2 separate regions of the Sus scrofa genome follow, and region 2 is linked to region 1. A link is a contact called in public Hi-C data. All regions are on one chromosome and are shown on one strand. The core of a region is the stretch at or near the end of the contact, and the rest is flanking DNA. Distances in the headings are between cores, read along the strand shown.

What was found. A called contact is a pair of places that touch in the nucleus more often than the background predicts.
Region 2: a Hi-C map of skeletal muscle shows a contact between it and region 1, with 2.8 times the contacts expected there. The contact joins two enhancer-like sites. A contact is called at or near these places in 4 of 47 Hi-C or Micro-C datasets (liver, skeletal muscle and subcutaneous adipose tissue) and 2 of 2 datasets of contacts at active chromatin or transcription factors (alveolar macrophages and skeletal muscle).

The regions. Positions count from the first base shown.
Region 1 is chr11:14,934,562-14,940,865 of Sscrofa11.1, reverse strand. The region is part of intron 2 of LOC102159588 (a long non-coding RNA gene); the gene reads left to right. Among named protein-coding and RNA genes, the nearest start is that of COG6, 360 kb to the right of the region's middle. Within about 2 kb of position 3,660, at least 11 of the 83 cell types and tissues checked have an H3K27ac peak or open chromatin away from gene starts, as enhancers often do. A contact at or near this core is called in skeletal muscle, where this site is marked.
Region 2 is chr11:15,028,957-15,035,260 of Sscrofa11.1, reverse strand. No RefSeq gene overlaps it. Among named protein-coding and RNA genes, the nearest start is that of FOXO1, 380 kb to the left of the region's middle. Within about 2 kb of position 2,395, at least 2 of the 83 cell types and tissues checked have an H3K27ac peak or open chromatin away from gene starts, as enhancers often do. A contact at or near this core is called in skeletal muscle, where this site is marked.

The DNA of each region.
Region 1 (6,304 bases), core at 2,411-4,910:
AGAGCAGCGGAGGGCTGTGGCCAGGTCTGTGAGTTCAGTGCAAACCGTGATGCTCTAACTGCAGTGAGGAACGAATTAGAACCCAAGGTGTCAGCCTGCCTCGTACACACTCTTCCTCCCTGAGGCATGTTTAATCAGCGGCATTCTTTGGACCACGTGGTCATCAGGGCAGGGATGTTTTTCAGCTCCTCCTTAGGCTTATAGATTGATCTCCTCGTGGTCTTTTGGCCTCTTCAGATTGGCGCCTTCACTTGGGCCCCTACCGTCTTTCACCTGGACAGTGGCAGCCACGTTCCAGTGAACGTGCCCATCCCAGGAATCTACCTTTGCCAGTTCATGCTGTGCTTGCTTAGAAAGTTTATGTTCTAAAACCCAGATCTGGTCCATGAACTCACCTGCTTCAAAGCCTTCAATGGCTTCCTAGTGTCTGGAGGTTACATGTCAAACTCCTTTGGACATTCAAGGTCATGCTTTTCCTCCACTGCCACTACCCCATCTCTTGTGGGGCAGTTCTTACCTCCCTGGAGGAGATAGTTCTCTTCGGGGTCCCTGGACCTTTGCTGGTGTTATTTGCACCTGCAGCACCCTCACACACTCCCACCTCCGTGTCCATTGGAAGCAGTGAACGGCACTGCCCATGGGGGCAGATAACGTCTCTCATCATTCCAGAACAAAATATGAATCTGGTACGTATTTGTAGGGTGAATTAAAAAAAATAATATGGTGAATTAAAAAATAAAAGGCTGATAACTGTGATTTGCATTGAAGTAGACATCAAGTGTATTGTCATTACCAGGAGATGGGCATGGCTTGGTTCATTTCAGCACCATACATAGTGGGAAACACACAGAGTGATAAGACAGAACGTCTACACTTTCGAGAGTCAGTCGGAAATAATCAGCACTGGCCAGAAATGTGAAAACTCTCCAGGAAACGGAGACGGACTCTAATGGGTAAACTTGAGCAGCGATCTTCTTACTGGATTCCCTGCCTGTGTTTTCTGCCCCCTCCCACCTGTACATGTTTCTCAGCTGCATCTTCTCAAGTGCACTTTTGGATATATCAGCTCTCATCTTAAAAAGCAAATGTCTTGAGGTCCCTGTCACCTACAGATAGAAGCCCAAACAACTTATAATAGCCACTTACTCCTCCCATAGGACCCAGTCTTTGTCTGCTCTGACATGCCCCGTGGGATTCTGTCCTGCTCTGGGGAGCTTCTTCCTTACCACCAGGTTGGGATGGCCCCTTTTTGGAAAGATGCTAAGAGCAGCGGCAAACCTAAGGCAGCAGCAGTGTCCTGGGAGCCGTCATTGTCTGTGCTGGTATGTGACATCTTACGTGTCTCGTTCCTAGGAGGCAGGGCTCAGTGTCCCAGACCCAATACTGTTTTCTTTTCTTTCTTTCTTTCTTTTTTTTTTTTTTTTTTAGTTTTTTCAAATTTATCTTCTTTTTTAAATTGAAGTATAGTTCTGCAAACCACCCCCTCAGAGCAGACATCAGAGTGCTTCTGCCTAACTGAGGTTCTCTCTCCTGGCTTCTCCCCACTACCATCAGGATCTGTTCAGATACTGCACAGCTCAGCTTCCACGTCCACCCAAGTTCTGCTTGCACCTTCCTCTGAGGCAAAGATGCTAGCCTTCAGAGCTATGAGAATCACCCAGGAACTTAAGGTGCACACTTCCAAGCCTTACCTTGGAGAGCCCCGCATTTTAGATCAGCAATCTGGCTGACTTCACTATGGGGTCCACTGCCTACACTTGGAGAAACATTTTGAAAGTATCATCAGCAGTCCTTCTGTTGGTATCTACTCATTCATTCCTTCTTCTATTCAGTCACAAACAGGTATTTCTTCTCTAGCAAAGCTTTTATAACAAAAATTGCATATGATGGGTGAATTAATGAAGAAGAATGAGTTACATCTGCTGTTATTAGTTATAAAGAATTGTCTCCTAAAACCATCCAGTAATCATATGTCCCTTAAGGAAAAAAGAAAAAGTTCAAGTCTGCCACACACAGCTGTTTGGAGACACTGTGTGATTTGCTCGCCCTTCAGTGGATGCTAAGCGCATATGAGACCTGCCCTTACGCGGTAAGGAGAAAAGAAATGCCTCACTTAAGCTAGATGGATGCATTTGCTCAATGATGTTTCATTTCGAAAGCTAGGCTCTTGTGATATATTGCACATTCCAAAAGGAAAAAAATAACTTTGGAATATACACCTGAAAACTCAGCCTTAGGCCCTAATATGGTCTTTGATAAGTAAATATTCATTGGGAATGCAACCCTCAAAGTACAGAGAACAAATGGTCCTGGGTTCATTGAGCCGTCCAAGTCCCAAATACTATGGTAGAGACACAAAGGTAGAATTATCAACAGGTCTTAACTTTCCTGGCTTCAAGAGTGTATCAGAGTTTAGGGAGTGGTGATGTATGATAATCTCATTTTCCCAAATTAAAGATTAGGGGCCATGGTAACCTGTGTGGTCTTACAAACCTGAGAGTGGGATTATTCTTAAAGTCCCGGGATGCATGCATGCTCCTCTTTCCGCGTGAATTCCGGACTGTAGCCAGGCTGATCTCGTCGTCCCTAACCTTGGCCCCACATCTTCCTGCTGCCTCTCTTGAGCTCATGCAGTGTCCCTTTCTTGGAATACCCTCCTTTCTATTGTTCTAACTATTGAAGCCTAACCTTTATCCAAGACCCAGTTAATATTCTACTTCTTTGTGAAGTCAACCTAAACCATCTCAGCCCACAATAAACTTTAGAATACCTCTAGCCCTTATTGTTTACACTCTTACTTGGCATTTAACAGATGCCAAGGCGGCATTGCAGACCTACTTACGTAGTACGGATCCCATTTCCCCAATTACACTACGGCGGGGAGTGATCATACCACATGCATCCTTGCGTTCACTAGACTGGTTATGGGATCAGATCCATGTAGGCTCTCCTTAAATTTAAGATGTTAATGAGAATGTGGATATTGTCTTTACTCTTTTTTTTTTTTTGGCGGTGGGGGGGTGCGGTGGTGGTCAGATTGTCTCCGCTTTTAGCCCATTCCGTGATGTGTATGAGAAATCTGCCCTTACGTGGTGGAGGGGAAAAGAAATGGTGTAGGCTCTGAATCCTGCTTATGTCTTTGACATTGAAAATTGCAGTGATGACTGTTGTCAAAGTTATCTCTTGGGATAACATCTCTTTAAAACCAGGTGTCTCAAATTCAAATGCTTTCTGAGGGTCAGTCAAGTAACCTAGTAGGACTGTGCCCACCCAGCTCCATTTTCTTGCCCCGAGGGAACACAGGGCACTAAGCCACGCCTGTCCATCAGAGCTGAGTGTGTTCAAGCCCCAGCGTGTGCCCAGCTCTAACTCCATTCACAATCCATGGTCTTTGAACTCACTGCTGGGCAGCTTGATCTCTTGTTAGAGCCCTCTTGCCACCCTGCCTTAATGCAAATGCCTGTCTGGACCCAAATGCAAAGACCCGTCTCCAGGTCTACCCTGACCGAGGGTGACCTCTTTGCACAGAGCCCAGTTGATTCTCAGTTATCGATAAAGTCTCTCTGAGGCAAGGCTTTTTGTTGACTTCCACCTCTACCCCGAGTTTGGGAGCCAAAGGTGCTCATCAAACCCCAACTCTCTGCTGCCCTCCACAGGCCATTGACCTCATTGCCTTTGCCATTTCGTCTGGTTAACTCTGGCTCCCAGGCGATACAAAGGTCTTATAGCCTGAGATGGATCATGTATTTTTGTGCCCAGTGCTTTTGTGTGTGTGGTCATTCATTTCTGTTCAGCTTGTGTGTGGATAGGTTCTTTCTTCTTGACTTACTTGCAGTTCTTATAGGTACATTCTGGGTTTTCTTCCTTCCACACCCACCATCTTTTCTCCCCCTTCTACTTAAAATAGCAGCACCATGAAATACAAGTCAGTTATTTTGGTAAAGATAGTATGGTTTAACTGAAAGCTTGTGATTTTTGGAGTAAGAAAGATCTGAGTTTTAATCCGGACTCTACCAATGACTGGCTCTATGAACTTGGGCAATATTTTTCTGTTTTGTTCCTCTCTAAAGAGGGCATTATGTAATAATATGCAAGCAAAACTGACTCATAGATAATGCTTAATCCTGGGTTTTCCCCCTCTTCTTCGTGAAGTCTTTTCACTTTGAGTAAGGTCGCCAGTCTTGCTATAGAAATTAGCAGTCACTGTGTGGGAGACGTTTATCATCTCCTTCCCCCACCCTCCCCCGTCTTTGTTGTCTTCAGACTATGGCCTCTTAGGTTCAGGAGAGAGAATACACATTGGGCAGATGTTTCATCAGCAAGCCCAGCACTTTCTCCGAGCACCGACTGATGGATCTTACTTGACCTGCCAGCTCAGGAACCATCCTTTGACTGTGAGCCTTAACCCTCATGAAATGTTACATGAAAACTAGACAGACTGCTCTGTCCTGCTGAACAAAACTGGGTCTGGAGGAGCTCCCTGGAAGGCTAGGGGCTAGTTTTTCAGCATAAGAGCCACATGTGATTCTATTAGTGACCTCAGTCCAGGGCAGGACCTTATCCCCCTGACCAGCTGTTGAATTTTCACTGCCTCAGAAATTTTATGGACCTTATCATGCAATCATCAGAAGAGCCTTGTGTGTTAGGCTCTTGTTCCCATTTTATAGATGAGGCAACCGAGGCTTGGAGAAATGGAAGTTACTTTCTGAAGGTTATATAGCTAGCCAAGGTCAAAGCTGGGATTTGAACCAAGGTCTGACCAGACACAAAGTATTGTGTTCCACTATGTCTAAAAACCAGGGATTCTGAGAGCCAGCCCGCGGGGAGGGGTAGCCTGGAGGGGTACCCCTGCACGGGTATCTTCACGGGGCTCTTCACAGAGTCCCGGTGTTCCCACCTCATCGCTCGCTGGGGGCTCTTAAGGGGTAAGTGGAAGGCCATTTTTAACTATAATCCTGTACGATACGAATGTCACATCAGAGCCTTTGTCTGTTGCTGATCCAGTGTTGATTGATAGGTTACATTTTTAAAAATTGCATCAGTAATTCATGCTTTATTACTCCTGAATTAGCGTAATGGTTCAAATCATCTTGTTGTAATTCAGCATAATTATCTATAATTAAAAATAAATTCCTGTAGGGTGAGAATACGAATTCCTCTCCAAATCTCTTTATTTCAACTGTGCCTATCAGCCGTTACCCCGCTTTCACCCAGCAACTCTGGGCGCTTATTGGGGAACTGACCTTGCTCTGCCTCATGAGTTCACACTTTCCAGACCATCGCTTCATCTTCTCTCTTTGGGGTCAGCGTCTCTCCCAGGATTTTGTGTTAGTAAATGTTCTCTAAGTTATTGGCTTTGGGGAGTTCCCTTTGCGACTTAGCAGTAAACGAACCTGACTGGGATCCATGAAGATGCAGGTTAGATCCTTGGCCTCACTCAGTGGGTTAAGGTTGTGGCGTTCCTGTGAGCTGTGGTGTAGGTTGCAGGTGGGGCTTGGATCCTGAGTTTCTGTGGCTGTGGTGTGATCCAGCAGCTGTACCTCTGATTTGATCCCTAGCCTGTGAACTTCCAGATGCCAAGGGTGCGACCCTAAAAGAGAAAAAAAAAAAAAAAAGTTATTGGCTTTTGTTTGTGGTTTAGTTCATGTGCAGATTCTGATGGAAGCCAGGAAGCACATTCAGGACAAAAACTCACAGGCACCTATGCACAGATGGTGTATGGAATTTCAGGAGAATCAAGGATCCCCTGGGTCCCAGTTTCTCCAATTGGGGTCCCCAGACCAGCAGCAGCAGCATTCCTGGGAACTTGTTAGAGAGACAGATCCTTTGGCCCACTGAATCGGAAACTCTGAGGGTGAGGACCAGTAATCAGGGTGTTGACGAGCTTTCCAGGTGCTTCTGCTGAGCAGAAGTTAGAGGACCTTGGTATGAGGTTAGAGCCGTGCCCTGGCTGGACGTCCTTCACCCACTGCAGTGACACTCTGCCCTCCGTGAGCAGAAAGGGCGATGGATCCTTGTGGCGCTGATCTGGTTGTTCACTGGGTGTTACAGCTGCTCCACCTTTCAGCCCAAGGATGCATTTTCTCACAGGCAGCAAGGAGGAGGCTGGTGGCCCCACCACTGGACTTGCCAGGACACCCCAGGAAAATGCTCCAGGTGCCTGCGAACATTCGAGAAGATCCAAGTGGTGATAGGAATGGTTCTCTCCCTGGGTACATTCCTGTCTTTAGATTGCTCCCCAGCCCCACCTGTCCTGGTCTAGGAGCCATCCCTGCCCTTGAGGCCAGAGCAGGCAGAGGCCCAG
Region 2 (6,304 bases), core at 1,146-3,645, 96 kb before region 1:
ATATTTTGTCATTACTCAGCCGATGTCAAGTATATTTTTCTAGACATTAATGCAAAGCCTCAAAGTCATCTCTAATGACAGCCCTACCCTTAATGAGTTACAAGGCCTTGCATATTGTGCCTATAAATATTCTCACATTTTTCTCCTGTACATTCCTACTGCTATTTGACTCCAGCCTTGGTTATTATTTATCTAAACTCTTACCAAAGCCTTTTACCCTGTTATCTGGTCTTCCTGTTTCCAGCGTTACCTCACCCTTTCTATTCTCTAGTCTTTTTTTTTAAATATGAACCTATCACTTGTCACCTGTCAGCTCTGTGTGTGTGTTGTTCCTTAGCCTGGACATAAACCCCTTCACAGTACAGTCTGGATCTAACTCTTGAGACATGATTCCCCCCCCCCATTTGCTGTAATCAAATGTACCAACTCGTCATTCCATGAATATTCTGAATCTTTCTGTCTTCGTGAACTTGCTTGTGTCATTCTCTCTTCCTGGAATGCCGTACCTGTTACTCAGCGCTCAGTTTGAATGCTACCTTGCCTTGTCCAGAGGCGGACGCTTTGCAGTTAGAGCTGAAAGGGCCCTTGGAATCTCCTGCTTCTGCCCCTCACTGTACGTGTGGGGAAACAGAACGCTGGGAGGTGACTAGGCTTCTGTTAGATCTACGCTAAATCTGGGACTAAAAAAAGATCTCCTGGCTCGTAATTCACTACTCTTTCTGTGTAGCCAATGCCCTTCACTCACCTTCAGTCATTTCTCTTATGACACTGTTTTTTACATTCTATTTCAGTTTATAGGTTTGTTTGTTTGTTTTGTTTTGTTTTTTGTGTTTTGTGGTTTTTTTTGGTAAGTGTCTGGATTTGTAGCTACGAGGGCAGAGACCATGTCTTGGTCATCTCAGTATATTCCACAGCAGCACAGACCTTACACATGGTAGGCGCTTCTGTGTGCACTAAACGTGAAGGGATGGATGGTTGCGTGGACAGATGGATGGATGAGTGAATGAATGAAAGGATGAATGTGTGGATGGATGGATGGGTAGTTAGATAAGTGAATGAGAGGACGGATGGGTGGTTGGAAGGACGGATGGATAGATACCTGGGTGAGGTGACAGACGGACAGATGGATAGATGAGTGGATAGATGGATACATGCATGCATGCATGAATGAATAATCAGAGAATCATTGATGTAGCAAGTCTCCAGGAATGTGCTCAGGTATCCTAATAGCCCCATTGCAGACTTTATCTGCAACTGTGTGATTGTATAGCACAGCTGCAGGTTTGGCTTGCTCATTTTCTGATGTGATAAGGAAAAGATTATGGGAGGGGGCTGGCTAAGGGATATACCCTTCCAGGTGTGCATAATCATAAAATAATTCTTCATTTGTTAATCCTCAAAGCGACTTTATGAAACAGGTGTTTTTATTATCCCCAATTTACAGGCACTTAATAAGGTTGAATAACTTGTCAAGGAAATTGTGGAGCTAAGATTTGAGCCCAGGTTTCACCCACTTGAAGCCCAGGCTCTTACCTACTGCGCAGAGCCAGGAAATACTCAGCGTGGCAATTGGGTGTGAGGTCTTAGAAATCGGAGATGCTATGTTTAAACCTAGTTAGGCCACTAATTTCCTGAGCAGGCAAATCACTTAATTTGACTTCTCAGTTTACTCTATGGTTTAATGGAAGTAATAGAATCTTCTTAGCAAGAGTGCTGTGAAAATTAATGACTGCATATAAAGTGGTTTAAGATAAAGATTCTCTGATAAAAGGAGCTACAGGGAGGGAGTTTAGAGTGCTATTAAGAAAGTGCAAGGAATTGCAAATTATTCTATTTCCATGGGCTGTTTTGCAAGTGGGCAATGAATTTGTATTAAAAAAAAATCAGCTTCAAATTGACTTGCATTGATGAGGTGCTCAGGGGAAGAAACAGAACCTGGTGTATAATGTCTAGATTCCATTTTGCACATTTTAAACATTACTTTTAGGGCTACATTATTTTAAAAGAGAACTCCTGTTATGAATTAATAATGATACTTAAATACCACTGGGGAACCAGGGACAAACATGCCGCCTGAACTTGATCTCTGAGTCAGCCTTGCTCCCTACCGGCCACCTCAGAGCATCGTGTTCTTTCCCCCACCTGCTTGTGCTGGACCAGCATCAGGGGCAGGAGATGGAAGGAGAGAAGCTCTTTATGTCACCACACGGCCTCTTGCTCCCCTCCTCTCCAGATGCGCGTGTCTTGGCCGAGCTGGTTTTGTCACCCTTTATCGAATGGTATGCGACCAGCACATGTGCCCTTTGAATGACCAAACGTCCCTCCACCTGTTCTGTCCCAGCCAGGGATTACTGTCTAGGGACACTTTCTCATCCATTCATGTGCTCATCGAATATTTATGGAACATCAGCTCTGTGCCAGTCCCCGTTCTAACACCGGGAATTCGACAGACGTGATCTCTACCCTGTGGCGAGCGTCACAGCCAGATAATCAGACAGTGAAGTAATTAAAGAGATGAGCAGCGTGGTGAGGGAAAGTAAAGGGAAGTGGGAAAGCCTATGACAAAAGAGGGCAACTTTGTGGAATGAGGTCGAGGAAGACTCCCAGGAGGTGGTGGTTTTGGCTGGGGCTGAAAAATGAGTAGAATGAATAGGTTTAACTGCACGCAGTGTATGGGATACAGAGGTGAGCAGGACCCCAGAATTGAATGGCACAGCCCTGACCTCAGGTGGCCCAGGAGGTGGGCAGACACAGCAGCACTGCCATGCGGGCCGGCAGGTGCCGTGGCTGGAAGCGCGTGAGGAGGAGGGTGAGGGGGCGGAGCTCCGACCTGGAGAGCTTCCAGGGGAAGCCCAAGGTCTGGGGAGTCTGACCTGTTCTGAGGCGGGAGTGGCATGAGTAGCTGATTGGTAGGGGCGGAGCTGGAGGGCACCGGATCCAGCGGGGGTACCTCTTGCGAAAGCTCGGATGGCCGATGCTTCCCTGCCTGAAAGCACAGGTGGCTTTTCGAACTTGGAGCGCAGGGATGTGTTGGGAAGTCTTTAGCATGTTCTCTGGGAAGTGCCTCTGTAAAATTCTCGAAACAGCCGGTTCCTTGATCCACTGCACGTCTTACCTCTACTTCTCTTAGAGTCCACCCACAAGGTGTCATTGTGAGAAACTTCGTGGCAAAGATCCCTGAAGGATCGATTTAGGTTTCCCAACCATCTTCGACCTTGGGATCCCTTCTTCCTTCCTCCTCCCTCCCTCCCTCCCTTCCTCTCTCTGTCTTTCTTTCTCTCTCCCTCCCTCTCTCTTTTCCTCTCTTTCTCACTTTCTTTCTCTTAACAGAACATATACTAACATTCAAAGCGATCTTCCTAAAATTAAAGGCTGAGCACATCAATCTCTGCTTAAATCATTCAGTGGCTTTTGGACAAAGTTTAAATTTCTTGCCTGGCACCTTCAGCAACTACCAATTGGCAGAGTCCATGTTGGGAGAAACGATTCCATTTGTAGATCTTCTTTTAGAGAAGTGTGTTTTCAACTTCTTTTCCCCACTTTATGTGGCTGGTTTTCTTTTTATTATCGAGCTGCAGACGTTCTTTAGATGCTTTGGATATAAATCTCTTGTCAAATATTTGTTGAAAGTATTTCTCTCCGTCTTTGTTTTGAGATCCAGGAGTCTGTGAAGTTCAGGAGGGGAAAATGATGACTTGAGTGTTGGACAGTTTGCACTTGAGACGCCTGAGGAATATTCAGTCCAAGCCCTTGTCGACACCGGCCTCAAGGTGTCCTGGGGTAGGGCATGCGCTTCCCCGCCTGCTGTCTTCCCTGTCAAATGCATATCCCTGTCAAGGGTTAATGGTATGGCCTGCTCTTTTTCTAGGATTATTGTGAAGATGAAACAAAATAAAATAGGCAACAGCAGTTTGAAAGGGTGAAAAGCCGTGTGCAGATGGCGGCGCCACGTAGATGGTGGACGCCCAGCCCGATCCCAGAGGGCAAGCCCTGCCCTGGCTCTCAGCTTTCACTCGGCTCACCCGTGTCTTCTCTTCCCTCCAACTCGCCTTCTGCAACTGCACACAGCAGATGAAACCCTTTCCAACTTTCCTCTCCTGGATGATTGTAACTGGGTGTCGTGTGTTTGAACTCCAGACCCAAACAGGCTACAACACGCAAGCACTGTGGTCCTATATTGGCTTAGATATTGGTTGTTATCTTCACCCAGTCAGTCACTCAACACATATTTGTTGCTTTGTAACTACTCCAGACACACGCCAGTGACAGAATGAGACAGAGTCCTTGGTCTCATGGCCTGAAGTGCTTCTTGAGAGTTAGATCATCATCACACAGGTCACGAAAGGGGGTCACAGGAAGGAAAGCAGAGGAAAAGCCGGGCTGTGATGCCGTGACGTTTCTGAAGGAGCTACTTAGGGCAGTAACAGGCGGATCTTGTACCGTCCAGCATGTGTTCCTTGTCCGCGAACACGTCCGCTGGAGGACGCGTGGATTCGTGAAAACCACAGCCTGCTTGGCCGTTTGCATCTTCCCCATTCGCGTCTTTTTTCAGGGTTAGTTGGCAGTGGCTCAAAATGATTCCTATGCCTGCTTCTAGCCTTTTATGGAAGGTGATAATGACAGTAAGTTGTTCACAAAAAGAGCTGATAGGACGGTGTAGAAGAGGAGAGCCAGGGTAACTCCTTCACCTGGGTGTCAAGTCTTGAAGAACTGACCATTGAAGAAACTGCCCTTCTCACTGCTTCTCCTGACCTGGAGTCTGCTGGATCCTTCCAGGCAACACGTGTCTCCTGTCACCTTCTGCCAGGCTAGCACTGGGAGAGGAGGCAGAGCTGGGACCTTCTGGCTGCAACAACCCCCCTCTGAAGGATGCCGGTGCCTGAGACCAGGCGTGTCCCTGTGACAGGCAGCCCTGAGCCGGGCTCCAGCCGTGCCGGGGCACAGAGCGCCCTGGGCCTTGGCCCCTCTGCTTTGGTTAGCCTGTTTGCAGTGTAGAGCAAAGGGCTACCTGTGCTCGGAGTACACATTCAGGTTAAAGGCTTTCCATAGGCTTTTGGGCCATGGTTTCCAGGGCATCTCCCAGATGTGAGGGTCTGTCATCCAGATGCTGGTCTGGCTGTCCATCGGAGCAGGGTGGGCACTTTATGCCAACTCTCCCCAGAGCCCACGCCACACAAAAGCCCATGCTGTCTGTCTCCTGCTGTGGATCTGCAGAGTCAGTGGCTCTCATCGATGCAATGCTGTGGGCCAAGATGTCGTAGATAAAAATCAACTAAGAACTTAATGAGCTGCCGTGGCAGTTTGCACGGCCCATTCTCCGAGCGTCTCTGCTCACCGTTGCTGTGGTGATTCATCTGTGCGGGGGCAGGAGGCTTCGCTGGCTTTAATGATGCATTTTACGGGAACGTGGCCCTGGATGACAGGCACCTGTCCCCCTTGCTTTAATGGAAGCATCACCTGTAACACAGCTCTCAACCATGAATTTTTATTTTAACTTCTTGTGTTCTTTGGGGAAAAAAAAAAAATTCCACCCTATGGGACTCTGGAGTTTAGGTCCAACTAAATTCAAGTGATGCTAACTCACCCTTCTTGGGCCTGCTTCCCAGTCCAGAGCCTGTCTCACAGGAGCGGCAGAGTCAGTGGGTCCTTCTTCCTCCCAGAAAGGCCGGAAAGGAATCAAGGCCTCTGGACCGCTCGGGGAGGTTGGTGGGTTTGCTAGAACCAACAGCATTTGAAGAAAGAAGTGCTATGTCTCTGGGCCCGACTTGTTGCCAGCCACGTGGTCACGTCTCCACACAGGGGCTATCTGTTGAGGTCACGTAGCTTCACCCTTTGCCTGCAGGTGTGAGAATCACTGCTTTCTGCTTATATAAGTTGGAAAGGAAACTTCGCCTTTCTGGTTCAGATGCTGCCTCTGGCCTGCTGCCCTCTGCTTGCTGCATGTGGGCCATTTCCTCAGTCTTCCGTGGGCTTCAGGATAACTTAGGGTCTATGTTAAACGGCAGATCCCAGGGGACCATCCCTTTAGCTCTGATTTAGAATGTCTGGCATAGGGTCTCACAGACTGAGCAGCTAAGAAAAAGAAAGGCCTGCAGCTGAAACAAAAGAGCCGATGACAGGCAGCAATGAAGGGGATGCTCCTTGGGAGTTCTGTGCATTGGCACTTGCCTCGACCCTGGGGCCAAGCGGGCTCAGGGATGTTCACGTCTTCAGTGTCCATGAGGTGCTGGTCCCCGTGCTCCATGCTGGGAGGACAGATGTGAGTAAGGAGGGGCTCTTGCCCCATGAAATTCCCAGGCCGGTG